Linked DNA regions of Bombyx mori: region 2 is linked to region 1. The links are chromatin contacts, called in public Hi-C maps. All regions are on one chromosome and are shown on one strand. Each heading gives the region's core, a stretch centred on a gene start, on an enhancer-like site or on the middle of the called end of the contact. The rest is flanking DNA. Distances are from core to core; before and after follow the strand shown. Region 1 holds the start of LOC101744058 (lateral signaling target protein 2 homolog). Region 2 overlaps LOC101744058 (lateral signaling target protein 2 homolog).

Region 1 (7,118 bases), core at 15-2,514:
AAATAAAACTCTGTATAATATTTAAAATTAGCAAATAGTTAAGAATTATTTAACTCACCAAAAGCAGAGCAAACATTTTTTTTTTATTATTCAAAGTAGTTAAAAACTCTAGATCAGTTATCTTTCAAAAGTTCAAAAGATTATTTTCCTGTTATTGTCGTATTGGAACTACTAGTATAATTTAAAGCTTAAACTGTAAATTCACAAGATATCTCTCATTTCGAATTCAAGAAACTTATGTAAATAATTTAACATTTGCAACAAATCTAAATATAGAAGATTCAGGTCGCCATTTTCAATGTTCTAAGTTGACATGGAAAACGACAAAATCAAGAAACTAGTTAAACTAGTTATTCATGAATTTACTTATCTCAGCATTATACTGCATTAAATGTTTACTAACATCAGTTAAAATGTAAAAACTACTTTTTGGTTCTAAATTTAAACTGAAAATAACTTGAACTAAAAAAAAAAATTAGTTTTTATTTTTTACCTTTTCTTAATTGAGTGATACTTTTTAAATTTGATATTTTGGTGTTTTTTTTTTTGTCATTTATATTCTTATATGTTTTTTATAGTGTTTACTCTGATAACATAAATATACCTCGGTTGTATTAAATTAGAATTAAGTAGAATCGCTATGACTCAAAACCGAATGAATGCAACGTGATAAGGGTAGATACGTGGGTAATCTATTTTAAATAAGCGACAACTGACAACAAACACATTTCTATGAACATTTAGGAAAATTTATATTAAATTCCTTTATTGATTAGTTCCACGGAAAGCATAATCAATACTGTACCAATTACAACTTTAAATAATCCGCGAATTCAAAATATAAAGTGTGTTTTTAGGTGCAACAATGATGATCGCTGTGTCCCAACAAAGGACAACACCATTAAATGATTCGAATTTATTCGAATGCTGTTTACAAAGCAAACTCATTAATATGCCTTAGTCTTGTCTGAATTGAATATTGTAACGTGTATATGACCGTGACGAGAATTTAAAGGAAAAATACCACTGACGTACCTTTGGTTTGTAAAACCATTTTCTGAGCGACTCCATCGGACCAGTTTTGTATAGCAGCCTCATATGAACAGATCACAGTAGGGACACACACATCATAAAACTTATTAATCACTAAACACTCGTAAACAGAAAATATTATTTTCGCACAATATTTACGTCAAATAACACAAAAGGCAACCATGTTTTCACAATCCGCGTTCCATTCACCTAACGTTGCGGAATGAAAGAATGAATAAATTGAATGAGTTGATTGGTTGATGAGTGAATCACAAAAGTGACGCGCCACAATCGATTTTTCTAATCGATAGGAAACGGTTGCTCGATGATGTTTAAGAATTTATCTTCATAAATAGAGATTATCATAGGTTATAATCCAACAGACCCTATTAACCAGTTCGTTCAAATTAAAATTCCCAGAAAAACTTAAATATACATGATTCATCAGCTTGAGATTCTGTTAGAACTGGCCTTCTTACTATATGTAACCATCTTAAGTTTATTAAGAAGAATAGTTGTTGCCTAGCAACAGTTAGTTAGTTGTATAGCTTTATGTGAAAAGAATAAAAAAGTCTGTATGTACATCCGAAGAATTATGCTTTATCTTTAATTTGAAATTATCATGTTTTCCACATATCGAAGCATACATCAATGAAGTGCAGGCGACAAGTCAGGCTTTACAGCGAATCAAATCAGGACTGGATGATGAATTCATTGGGATCTTAATGTTAGCTGGGTTGACCGAGGAATACAATCCTTTGGTGATGACGTTGGAACATTCTGGAAGGAAATTAACTTCAGAAGCGGCCATATCTGCTCTAATGAAGGAAGGACAGCGCAGGCAGCCGGCAGTTGAAATGGATTCTGTGTTAGTGTCTAATAATGAAAAACCTAGTAGTAGTATGAAAAAGACAGTAATTTTTGTAAAAAAAATGTCATTTTAAATGGCAATGTAAATTTTATAAAGATAGGGGTAATAAAGGTAATGCAAATGCATGCGTAGCTCAAAAAAAGACTAATGATTTTATTACCTTACTCTATATTATGGGAAAGTCAAGAAATTGTATTATAGATTCTGGGGCAACATCTCATATGACATCATCAGACAATGTTTTAGTAAATGCTAAAGGTGGTTACCGAAAGTATATAACTACAGCTAATAATGAGAAAATATTATCTAAGGTAAAGGGTGATGTATTGATGCCTAATTATAAGTTAAAGTTTGAGAATGTTTTATACATACCAGATTTAATAACCAATTTACTTTCTGTCAGTAGTATTTGTAAGCATGATTGTACAGTTGTTTTTGACAAACATTCTTGTAAAGTTTACAAATTTGCAGATGTATCCTTAATGGGAAAAACTATTTTAGAAGCACCTTTAAAGGATGGGCTATATGTAGTAGACCCAGATGACAAGGCATTAGTTACTAAAGATATCAATTCGCCTGTTAACGATCAATATAAATTGTGCCATAGGCGTTTAGGTCATTTATCACCAGCTCTAATGAATAAATTAAGAGGGTTGCTTGATGGCTTTACCTTGAATAAATTTAGTAAGGAACCATGCGTCAGTTGTTGTAAAGGTATGCAGTGCGTAAAAAAGTTCCCAAAAAGAAAGAATAAAAGAGCTAAGGATATATTGGAGTTGATTCACACAGATTTAGCTGGACCCATGGAGGAAGAGACATGGGGTGGTGCTCGATATTTTCTTATCTTTGTTGACGAGTTTAGTCGGAAAGTTATGGGATATATGTTGAAATCCAAAACAGAAGTATTTGCTAAATTTAAGGAATTCAAGGTGTTTGTGGCGAATCAAATTAATAAAAAGATCAAAAAATTGCGTAGCGATAATGGTAGTGAATATATAAACGATAAATTTCCAAGCTTTCTACGAGCTAATGGTATCCATTATCAGACGTCAGTGGCACATACTTCGCAACAAAATGGAGTGGCAGAGCGTACAATTCGTATTGTAATTGAAAAGGCGCGTTGTATGTTGCAAGATAGTGGTTTGTCCAAAAAATTTTGGGGAGAAACTGTGTTAAAAGCTGTAAGGTTTGTTGTAAAATAATTAAAATAAAATTGGTCATGTTAAAGTTAAGGCAATTTTTGTATTGCCAAATAGCAACACTGTTGGTGGTAGCAATGCCAGTGGTGGGGTTGTGAGATAATAAAAAAGGCGGTAGTCTGAGAAACGAGAGGAGAAATCAGTGTATTCGGTAGTGAGCAGATGTCTAAAGATTGTAAAAGTGGAGTTTCAAATAAAGCAATACAGAATTAAGTAAACTACTGCAATCTGTGTATTATTTCCTGACTGTTGGAAGTGGAGTCTTACATCTCAGAAGTGCGGTCGCCTCACGTAAGTACATTTTTGAGTTTCTTGTTAATTTGACGTAATTATTTGATTCTAAAAAAAAAATGAATTAGAACCGCGCTGAGTACGGAGGTAGCTTCAAAGCTTAGCACGGGATAGCATCTTCTGCTGTATCTAGCCACTATTTTAATTCAGAATAACTGAGAACTAAAATGTATCTAATGTTATGGTTATGTCACGTGTTTCAATTTAACTTAACGTTCAAATGTTTGTTGAGCTTCAACCACGAATTTAATAACTGGTTACGAACTTTATATAGTTATCATTCCACTAATTTTTGCTCGCTGTTCCACTCGCATGGTGGATCCGTCGATAAAACGCTGCCTATGCTTTTCATTGATATTTTCGTTTGGGGTAGGTGAAATAATTTTGATATGGGTGCGATGACTAAGAATTTATAGACAAACAATTGATCTCTCATATTATATTATTATAGGTTCAATTCACGTTCAATTTAGAATAACATTTTGCAACGTCTGCAAGTTCCAGAACATGAATAGAGAAGGCACACATCATTTGATGACACCCTCGCGCAGCCGTAAAGGAAGCCGAGGCGAAGCGGGTCCCAACCGATCTCGTACTCGCAGCCGTAGCTCTCGCACGTGCAGCCGGGCCCGGGAGCTGGAACTGTACCAAGAACGTATCCAGCGACTAGAACAGGAACTGCAGCAAGAGCGGGAGATGGTACGGCGACGCGAGAGAAGTACACGGCGCCCTTCAGCCGAGAGGCCACTTGCGACCTCTCTTCGTGCAGCTACAGAGGTGCGCCGGAGTGACGATGCGCGGCATGCAAAAGTCAACCATGAACGTCGTGCCACACATATCAGGTCACGTAGTCCTTCCTTTTCTACTAATGATGTTGTCAAAATAATACAGTCTATTAAGCACGGTCCCGAATCTCAACCGTTACCGCAGAACACACCGATGATTAATAAAAATATAGATCACAAGAATATTCTTCAAAATTTTGACCCTTCTGTTAAAAATCAGCGAATAGACGTGTGGCTGAAAAAGGTTAATGAATGCGCGTCGGTTTATGGTTGGGACGATAGGACTACTATACACTTTTCACTACAAAAACTTCAAGGATTGGCCAAGTTGTGGTTCGAGAGTCTAGATACGATCTTGTATACGTGGCAAGAGTGGCAAGATAAATTAATAAACGCGTTTCCTCACGAACTAAATTATGGCCAGTGCTTAGAAGACATGTTGAGACGAAAAAGCAAGCTTAATGAACCTATAGAGCAATACTATTATGAAAAACTGTCTCTGTTAAACCTATGTGGTATTTCTGGTAAGCGCGCTGTCGACTGCATAATTCACGGAATTAGTGACAGGACTATGAAGTCTAGTGCCTTAGCTTTGCGCTGTTCTCTTCCAGAAAATCTTTTACAGTTTTTAATGAGTTGGGACACAGATCAATTGATTAATGATCAATCGCATTTGAGAAATAAAAATGCCTCTGACACTGAATCAAATTCTAAAAAGAATTCCGGTCAAGGTATTTATTGTTTTAACTGCAAACAGCAGGGGCATCCGTATTTACAGTGCCCAAAGCCGCTAGATAAATGTAACAAATGTGGTAAGATAGGACATAAAACGGAAACCTGTTTTAATCAGGAAGAGGGTTCCTCAATCGGTTTGGTGGTCTCTAAAAATAACTAGCTCTAGTGCAAAATTAACCGAAAACTTATCTTAACGACATTTTCTTCGAGTCGTATCACACATAAAATAGAGAACATTCAAGACAATATTCCCCATGAAAGGCTCTGGTTATAAGTTAATATAGTCCTCGGAGAGTATACCTTTTCATCTCGAAATTTGATGACGTACGTGCTAGTGTTCTGTAGGCTAGGTGACAATCTGATGTAATTCTTCGTTAATCAATCAAACATTACAGAACAATCGCATATCATTATTATGAAAAATTCAACTACTTAACGGTTTTTAAGCATGAATTCTGAACTGTCCCACTCAGATTTATATAAGGAATATGATAAATCCCTTGAGAGAAAATATGTAGCAAGTCTTGAGCAGCTGACATAGTTAAGATCTTAAGTAGATAATCTAAAGAATATTTTGAGTTATCTAATTATAAATCAGGTTCGTTCAGTCAGTCAGTCCGTCTCCCTGGGTTTGAGGGAATGGGAATGAAGCATAAAATGCTATATTCGATTTAATAAAGCCCTGGATACATGTCGCGTCACTTAAACTTGGTGGATCAGTGGGAAGTAAATCTTTACTACTGACCGTGAATAATTCTAAGTGTTTAATAATTTTTGTCAATTACATTATTTAATGTCAATTATGTAATATTATTGTCAATTAATTTGTCAATTTAATAACAATAAATGGATGATTAAATGATACACATATATAACTGAATTGATGAAGCACTTACGCTACCGAATTATTCTTTCTTTGTTTACAGGTCAGGAGCGAGAATTGATCGGTTCGCACCTCGACCAGAAAGTCCTTGAGAATTGATTGGTTCAAGGCAAGACAGAAAATACTATAGCTGAGAATTGATGTTCAGGGCGAGACAGGAAATACTACAGCTGAGAATTGATTGGTTCAGCTTGTGTATTTCATAAAGTCCTTGAGAATTGATTGGTTCAAGGCGAGACAGGAAATACTACAGCTGAGAATTGATTGGTTCAGCTTGTGTATTTCATAAAGTCCTTGAGAATTGATTGGTTCAAGGCACACATTAACTGAGAATTGACTTGTCATGGCAGTTTCATAACTGAGAATTGACTTGGCATGGCAGTTTCATAATTGAGAATTGACTTGTCATGGCATTTTCATAACTGAGAATTGACTTGTCATGGCATTTTCATAACTGAGAATTGACTTGTCATGGCAGTTTCATAATTGAGAATTGACTTGTCATGGCAGTTTCATAACTGAGAATTGACTTGGCATGGCAGTTTCATAATTGAGAATTGACTTGTCATGGCATTTTCATAACTGAGAATTGACTTGTCATGGCATTTTCATAACTGAGAATTGACTTGTCATGGCAGTTTCATAATTGAGAATTGACTTGTCATGGCAGTAACACAACTAAAAATTGGCTTGTTATGGCAGTTTACAACTGAGAATTTACTGTCTGTTTCGAAGAAATTTTGATATGTATAACTTTGAAGGAGTATTTTGTTTCACTTAAATGAAAAAATGTTAAGTGCCTCTTTTTTTTTTGTAATTTACTGTTAACGCTGTTACGCTGACGACTAATATTGGCCTAATGTAAGGTTACCACCTGGGTCATGTATGGGGACATACATGGTGTCAGGACGGTCGAATGTAAGGTTTGTTGTAAAATAATTAAAATAAAATTGGTCATGTTAAAGTTAAGGCAATTTTTGTATTGCCAAATAGCAACACTGTTGGTGGTAGCAATGCCAGTGGTGGGGTTGTGAGATAATAAAAAAGGCGGTAGTCTGAGAAACGAGAGGAGAAATCAGTGTATTCGGTAGTGAGCAGATGTCTAAAGATTGTAAAAGTGGAGTTTCAAATAAAGCAATACAGAATTAAGTAAACTACTGCAATCTGTGTATTATTTCCTGACTGTTGGAAGTGGAGTCTTACAAAGCTATATATTTAAAAAAATAGGTCTCCAACCATGGTTATCTCAGACAAAGTTCCTGAAGAAGTGTGGTCAGGTGAACGAGTGTACATCACCAATCTCAAGGTTTTTGGTAGTAAAG
Region 2 (6,355 bases), core at 3,581-6,080, 43 kb before region 1:
CCAAGCTCGGATGAGAAAAGAGGAGGGTTGGCATCGATATGCCACCTACCCAGCCAACCCAAGGCAAGAAAACCTTTATATATAAATAAATTCTAATAAGTGCTCCGTAAAGGTCATCGGTAAAGTGGACGGAAGACGATCCAGAGGTCGGAGCCAAAAAAGATGGAGTGAGCAAGTGTCACCAGACTAAGACAAGCACTTGACTGAGCCACTGACCGACATAAGTAGCTACAATTTACAAAAAAAAGTTCAAAGACGGGCGCGCATCACTATGCTCAGCAATAAGCGATCGACTGAAGGACGAGAAGGAAAGGTCACGACAATCAACACTGTGGAACATACGCAATCAGGAGGATATCATTTTTCATATAATAATTTTGTGCCGGTTTAACGAAACATTATATCAATCCTCAAAATTATTTCCCATAGCGTGGTACGGACATGTGCGTAGAGAGAAGATGCATGTGACTAGGAGATGTATGAAAATGGCAAGGTAGAGGGGGAAGAGGTCGACCGAAGAAGACATAGATGGAGTGTGTGAATGACGATATGAGAGAGAAAGGAGTGTGAGTGTTGAGATGACGGCTGATAAAAAAGAATGCAAGAAAAAAATTTGCTGTGTCGACCCCACCTAGTGGGATAAGGTGGAGAAAAAGACGAAAATTATTTCCCATAGATATTTATGATGCGTTTATATAAGAATCGATTAAAAATTGCAAGGCGTTCCATTCGTCCAATCGAAATAGATGTCCGACCTTATTGAGCTAAACATAAAAGTATTTCAATTTAGGACGTCGCCTGCTGAGTAGGCACGTGGGTCACGAGACCGTTGACCCCGCTAGTCAGCTGATTTTGTTTTGTCATACATCGCGTTCGATTTTCCGTTGCTGTTTTTATAATGTCACGAGTGTTTTAAACTATCTTGTTTTTTATGTTCATTACGGCATAATTTAGTTAATAATTGTGATTACTTACTTACTTAAATTAAAGAAAAACAAAAATACAACATTCGCAGACATATTTTTTTATTCATTTTCGCCACACATCTATATTAATCATCTATTAATACATGAAGCAGAAACTTTGTACTCTTTTTCACGTAAATTGCGCGGACTGAGGAATATGAAATTACCCACACTTATAGAAAATATAGTGAAGGAGTGCAGAATGCTAATATTTTCTGTTAAATATGCATTAATAATACATTAAATAAATAAATAAAACAATTACACACACTACCATGTATTTGAAACACACACACATCCACACACATAATATATACTTTATGTTTATTGTCAAACTTTTGTTATTACTTAAAGTCCGTGGTTAAATTGAGAATAGGTTAATACTGTTTATCTTTAATATTATTTATCTATAGTGCAGTCTTGGCGAAATCTGTAATTATAGAAGTATAATAGTCTTTGACAATAGAACCATAATACTGTTCAGACTTATAATTTCAATTAATTATAGTCGAATTTCGACTACAGCGGGACCACTAGTTTTAATAAATAGCTTATCGCAATGTTCCAGAAGGTTTTATACACTGGGTATATTTTTGACGTGTAATCATTAAATTGTTTTCGGATAAGTCATTCACCTACAACCCTTAAACCATTTTACCGACAGAATAATTATATCGATTCGTGGTGGCTAACAACAACACACCCCCAATCGTATATTCCACCAAGTATTAGAGAAAACTCAACATTTCCATGTGTATATTCTAAAAATAATTCATAATTACGATTCAGACAATTCTTAAGTTTAAATTAATTCATGTATAACATATTCATAAGTGGCTTGTGAACAAATTAACATACCGTTGAAAAGGTTAGGAGCGTTCTAAAATTAACGAAATTAACTAGTGACATTTCCACAGATAACAAATTTTGACAGGTGACATTGAAGTTCCAAGTGACAATTAAAACTTTCTATTCATTAAAGAACACAAGACCTGGCTGTTAGGACTAAAGTCCTTTGCCTTTCCCATCTATACATATAAATAAAATTGGGAGTATGTTTGGAATATTGAAATAACCGCTTTTTACTACATAAAGCAATACGGTACATAAAGTACATAAAGCAAAATAACATTTTTTACAATTTTTGTCTGTTTGTCTGTTTGTTTCGGCTAATCTCTGGAACGGCCGGACCGATTTTGACGGGACTTTCACTGATAGGTAGCTGATGATATAAGGAGTAACTTAGGCTACTTTTTTAGACTAGCTTCGCCCCGCGGCGTCACTCGCAGTTATTGTCGTACCGAGCGCAACATGGCGGGACTCACCTATCAATAATAAAATTTAATGTTTCCGAAGCGAAGCGAGGGCGGGTCGTTAGTTAGGGATAAATTAATATCATCATCATTTCTATTCATTAGCACACGCGATATTCTAACACGATCCTCACCTGCTCTTGAGCTAATAAGTTCTGTTTGAGGGCGCGACGAAGGCTCTCCGAGAACAGGACGCAAATCAGCTGCTGCGCTTCGAACTCTTGGGGGGTTTTGACGTTCACCATAGCGCTGACATAGCATAGTTCGAATTCAGCAAACAAACTGAAAAAAATTAGGTCATATTTTTTTTTTCGATCGCTTTTTTTTATTGCTCATATAGGCAGACGAGCACACGGCCCACCTGATGGTGAGTGGTTACCGTCGCCCATGGACTTCAGCAATGCCAGGGGCAGAGCCAAGCCGCTGCCTACCGCAAACCCAGAATCATAAAGCATAATGAACCCAGAATCATCAACTTTATTGTGATGATGATTGCTACACATTCTTAGAAAATGCATAAAGTGCCTTAAAAATCATAATATAAGATTCTCAAAAATCTGTTCAAAAAATAAATTAATAAAGGCGTTCAGAATAACTATACTGAGACCTTAGAAGTCATATCTCAAGGTGGGTGGCGGCATTTACGTTGTAGATGTCTATGGGCACCAGTGACCACGTAACACAAGGTGGGCTGTGAGCTCGCCCACCCATCTAAGCAATAAAGGACAAACCAGATTCCTTTCAGTTCCAGTGGTAGCAATTTTTTCGATATAACCTAAAATCGGAAACTATTGAAACTCTCTGCCTTCACGTCACGTATTTTTTTTTCTTTAAGTATGACGAAAATATCGTCCAAGACGACGAAAAAAAAATTCGGGTAAGCTTTGAGCTCTTAATATTAATATTTAGAGGTGCCGCATCGTGATTTTTGATTTCCCATTTAAATAACACGGGATTTTTTCTTTGGAATTTTATTGTATCTCAACGAATTATCGTGTAGTAAAAAGAAATACATATTTTTGTAGGGAATTAGAATTACAAGAAATTTCCAAGTTTTTTTTCTAATATACAAACGCTTAAAAAATGCAATGATGATATAAGCCAGGTAGGTACGTTAATGTATTTATATACTTACTTACCGATCAAAAATTCTCAGGCTTTCGTGGAGCATGTCATCGTGCTGCGACAAAGCCAGTCCTCGGGGACGAAGGCACTGCTCTCGCAGCAAAGACCTCACGGTCTCTAAGCTCCGCGTCAAAGCTTTGGCTAGGGGGCGCATCGATGCCGATTCTTCTTCGCGATTCATTATTGACGAACCAGCGGCGAGACACTGAACAAATCGGTACAGAATAATTAGATCCATTATTTGATCTCCGTAAAGTTGGCAGTTAAGTTGGCATTGCTGACGTCCATCAGTGACGGTAACCACTGCGTAAACAGGCTATAAAAACAGTTAATAGTTTTTTGTTTATTTATTTTATAGATGTTAAAGTTAACTGGTGGTAGGAAGTCTTGTGAGTCCGCACGGGTAGATACTACCACAAAGCCTATTTCTGTCGTGAAGCAGTAATGCGTTTCGGTTTGAAGGATGGGGCAGCCGTTGTGACTATACTGAGACCTTAGAACTTATATCTCAAGGTAGGTGGCGCATTTACATTGCTGATGTCTATGCTGATGTCCAGTAACCACTTAACACCAGGTGGGCTTTGAGCTCGTTCACCCATCTAAGCAATAAAAAAACAAAAACTTTCACTGATAGTAGCTGGGTGTATTGAGAGAGAGAGGTTTATTAGAGCAACTCTTTAAATGGAATGCGGAGGGCTCAATCTCAATTATTCGTATTGAAGGGCTAGTGTAGAGCCCACCCAATGTACTAAAAATAAAAGCCTCACTTTCCAAGTAACCAGGACGATTACGGAATACGCTTACAGTGGAATGGAACCGTTCGACTTAAATTATATTATTATTCATCATTGTTGCGGGTTTGAGAATCGGACCGAAATCTCAATACTCGTGCATGACCCAGAGATCAAGAGGGTATGTTTAGAATATCTCATCTAGCCATATCCTGAGTCTCAGTTTAGTGTGCACAGATACCTTTTTAGTATAACAGAACAGAGACTTCAGTATGAGGTGAATGACGACATACGCGTTGTGTCTTAAACCACAATAACAAGTTATTATTATGAGGAAGCTTACCTCTAATAGTATAAACGTTACGAATAGTTATATTATTACTTATATCATGTGGGCCGTGTAAATATTGTATAAGAAAAAATCTCCACCTAACAATGGGTGTGTATTGATTAGATACAAAAGGCCTATGGGCATCAAAATGGACTGCACGTGTCGATTAGATAAGACACGCAGAAACACATCTGATTTTATGACAATATAAATTGGTTAGCTATTATTAAAAACCAATCCAGTATCAACAAACGGTAGAACCGCAAAGTTTATTTATTTAATTATAGTTTTCCGTGTCATTGACATCGCATCACCGATATTACGATATTGACACATTTTGCGGTGGTGTGAAAATAATGAACTGAACAAAACGGTCATCGTTCTCGTCGAACCCGAAGGGCTCGGCGAGTAAATTAACCTACAGACACAGCCCACTGAGTTTCTCGCCGGATCTTCTAAGTGGGTCGCGTTTCCGATCCGGTGGTAGATTCTACGAAACACGACTTTTTTTTTTATCGCTTAGATGGATGGACGAGCTCACAGCCCACCTGATGTTAAGTGGTTACTGGAGCCCATAGACATCTACAACGTAAATGCGCCACCCACCTCGAGATATAAGTTCTAAGGTCTCACTATAGATACAACGGCTACCCCACCTTTCGAACCGAAACGCATTACTGCTTCACGGTGGAAATAGGCGGGGTGGTCGTACCTACCCGTGCGGACTCCCAAGAGGTCCTACCACCAGTGATTACGCAAATTATAATTTTGCGGGTTTGGTTTTTATCACACGACGTTATTCCTTCACCGTGGAAGTGAATCGTGAACATTTGTTGAGTACGTACTTCAGTAGAAAAATTGGTACCCGCCTGCGGGATTCGAACACCGGTGCGCCGCGTCATACGAATGCACCGGACGTCTTATCCTTTAGGCCACGACGACTCTTGCTAGGGTCTAACAACGTCAGTTTTGAGCCCCGTGAGCTCCCCTACACGTCCGGTGACGCTGATATGGTATCTCAAAGCCATCAGCTTAGGTAGGAAAAAAAAAACTGAATAATGAAATTTAAAAAACTTCATTCGTTTCGTACCAAAATTAAACACGAATATAAAATAAATATAAATTAACGTATATCTTGGGTAGGTACATAAGCAATGAATACTGTTATCGTTTTATTAGTACGAACCAAATAAAAAATCTTCCGCATCAATGAAGATATGTACACTACCAAAGGACACTTGCCGTTTGCGACAAAGAAAACAGACCGATAAAAAATTTAATAAGAATTCACTAATACAAAGAATGACTCACATTGTGGAAGAAAAAAGTCATTTTTCTTTGATCCAACGAAACTGCGTAGTTACGTTATAATCCGTCCCAGTTCGTTTGTACTCAAAGCTTAATTTGAATGAAACATAAATACATTTAAATTCATGATACCCCATTTTTATGAATATCCGATTAGGTGTTTCGTGTTAAGTCTTTGAACCGAAAAAAGAAAAAGAAATTTCTGGTTCCAATATTAAGTTTCGTTATTGTCAAAGTTCAAGGCTTTAAGCTTGGTGCGATCTTTTTGCAGGAAAACCGTGACATGTCAACCGTGACCTTACATTTCCTTTCCCATTGTTATAAATATTTAACTGTTCAAAATAGATCGCGCTCTAATAGTTTAGTTAAGCAAAAACGTAACTGAATTTATTTAATACATGATACCATAGTAGTAGACTTTAGGTAAACAAAATCCTCACGGTTATTGATCTAGATTTCTACGAGTATTTGCTGCCGATAGCCCATTATAAAGATCGAATGCAAACGCCCAAATACTTTTTTTAAAAGAATACTAGCGACCCGCCCTCGCTTCGCTTCGGAAACTGTAATTTATTTTTGATT

What was found. A called contact is a pair of places that touch in the nucleus more often than the background predicts.
Region 2: a contact with region 1 is called in a Hi-C map of posterior silk gland, with 2.4 times the contacts expected there. The contact joins the enhancer-like site here to the promoter of LOC101744058 in region 1. A contact is called at or near these places in 2 of 7 Hi-C or Micro-C datasets (midgut and posterior silk gland).

What each region holds. Positions count from the first base shown.
Region 1 is chr26:6,354,134-6,361,251 of ASM3026992v2, reverse strand. LOC101744058 (lateral signaling target protein 2 homolog) reads right to left here and starts at 1,264. Exons shown (of 14, transcript XM_004922060.5): 1 at 1,036-1,264. The coding sequence starts at 1,098.
Region 2 is chr26:6,401,531-6,407,885 of ASM3026992v2, reverse strand. LOC101744058 (lateral signaling target protein 2 homolog) reads right to left here. Exons shown (of 14, transcript XM_004922060.5): 4 at 3,418-3,608; 5 at 2,413-2,560. Among protein-coding and RNA genes, the nearest start is that of GSTe2, 21 kb to the left of the region's middle. Within about 2 kb of position 4,830, at least 2 of the 8 cell types and tissues checked have open chromatin away from gene starts, as enhancers often do.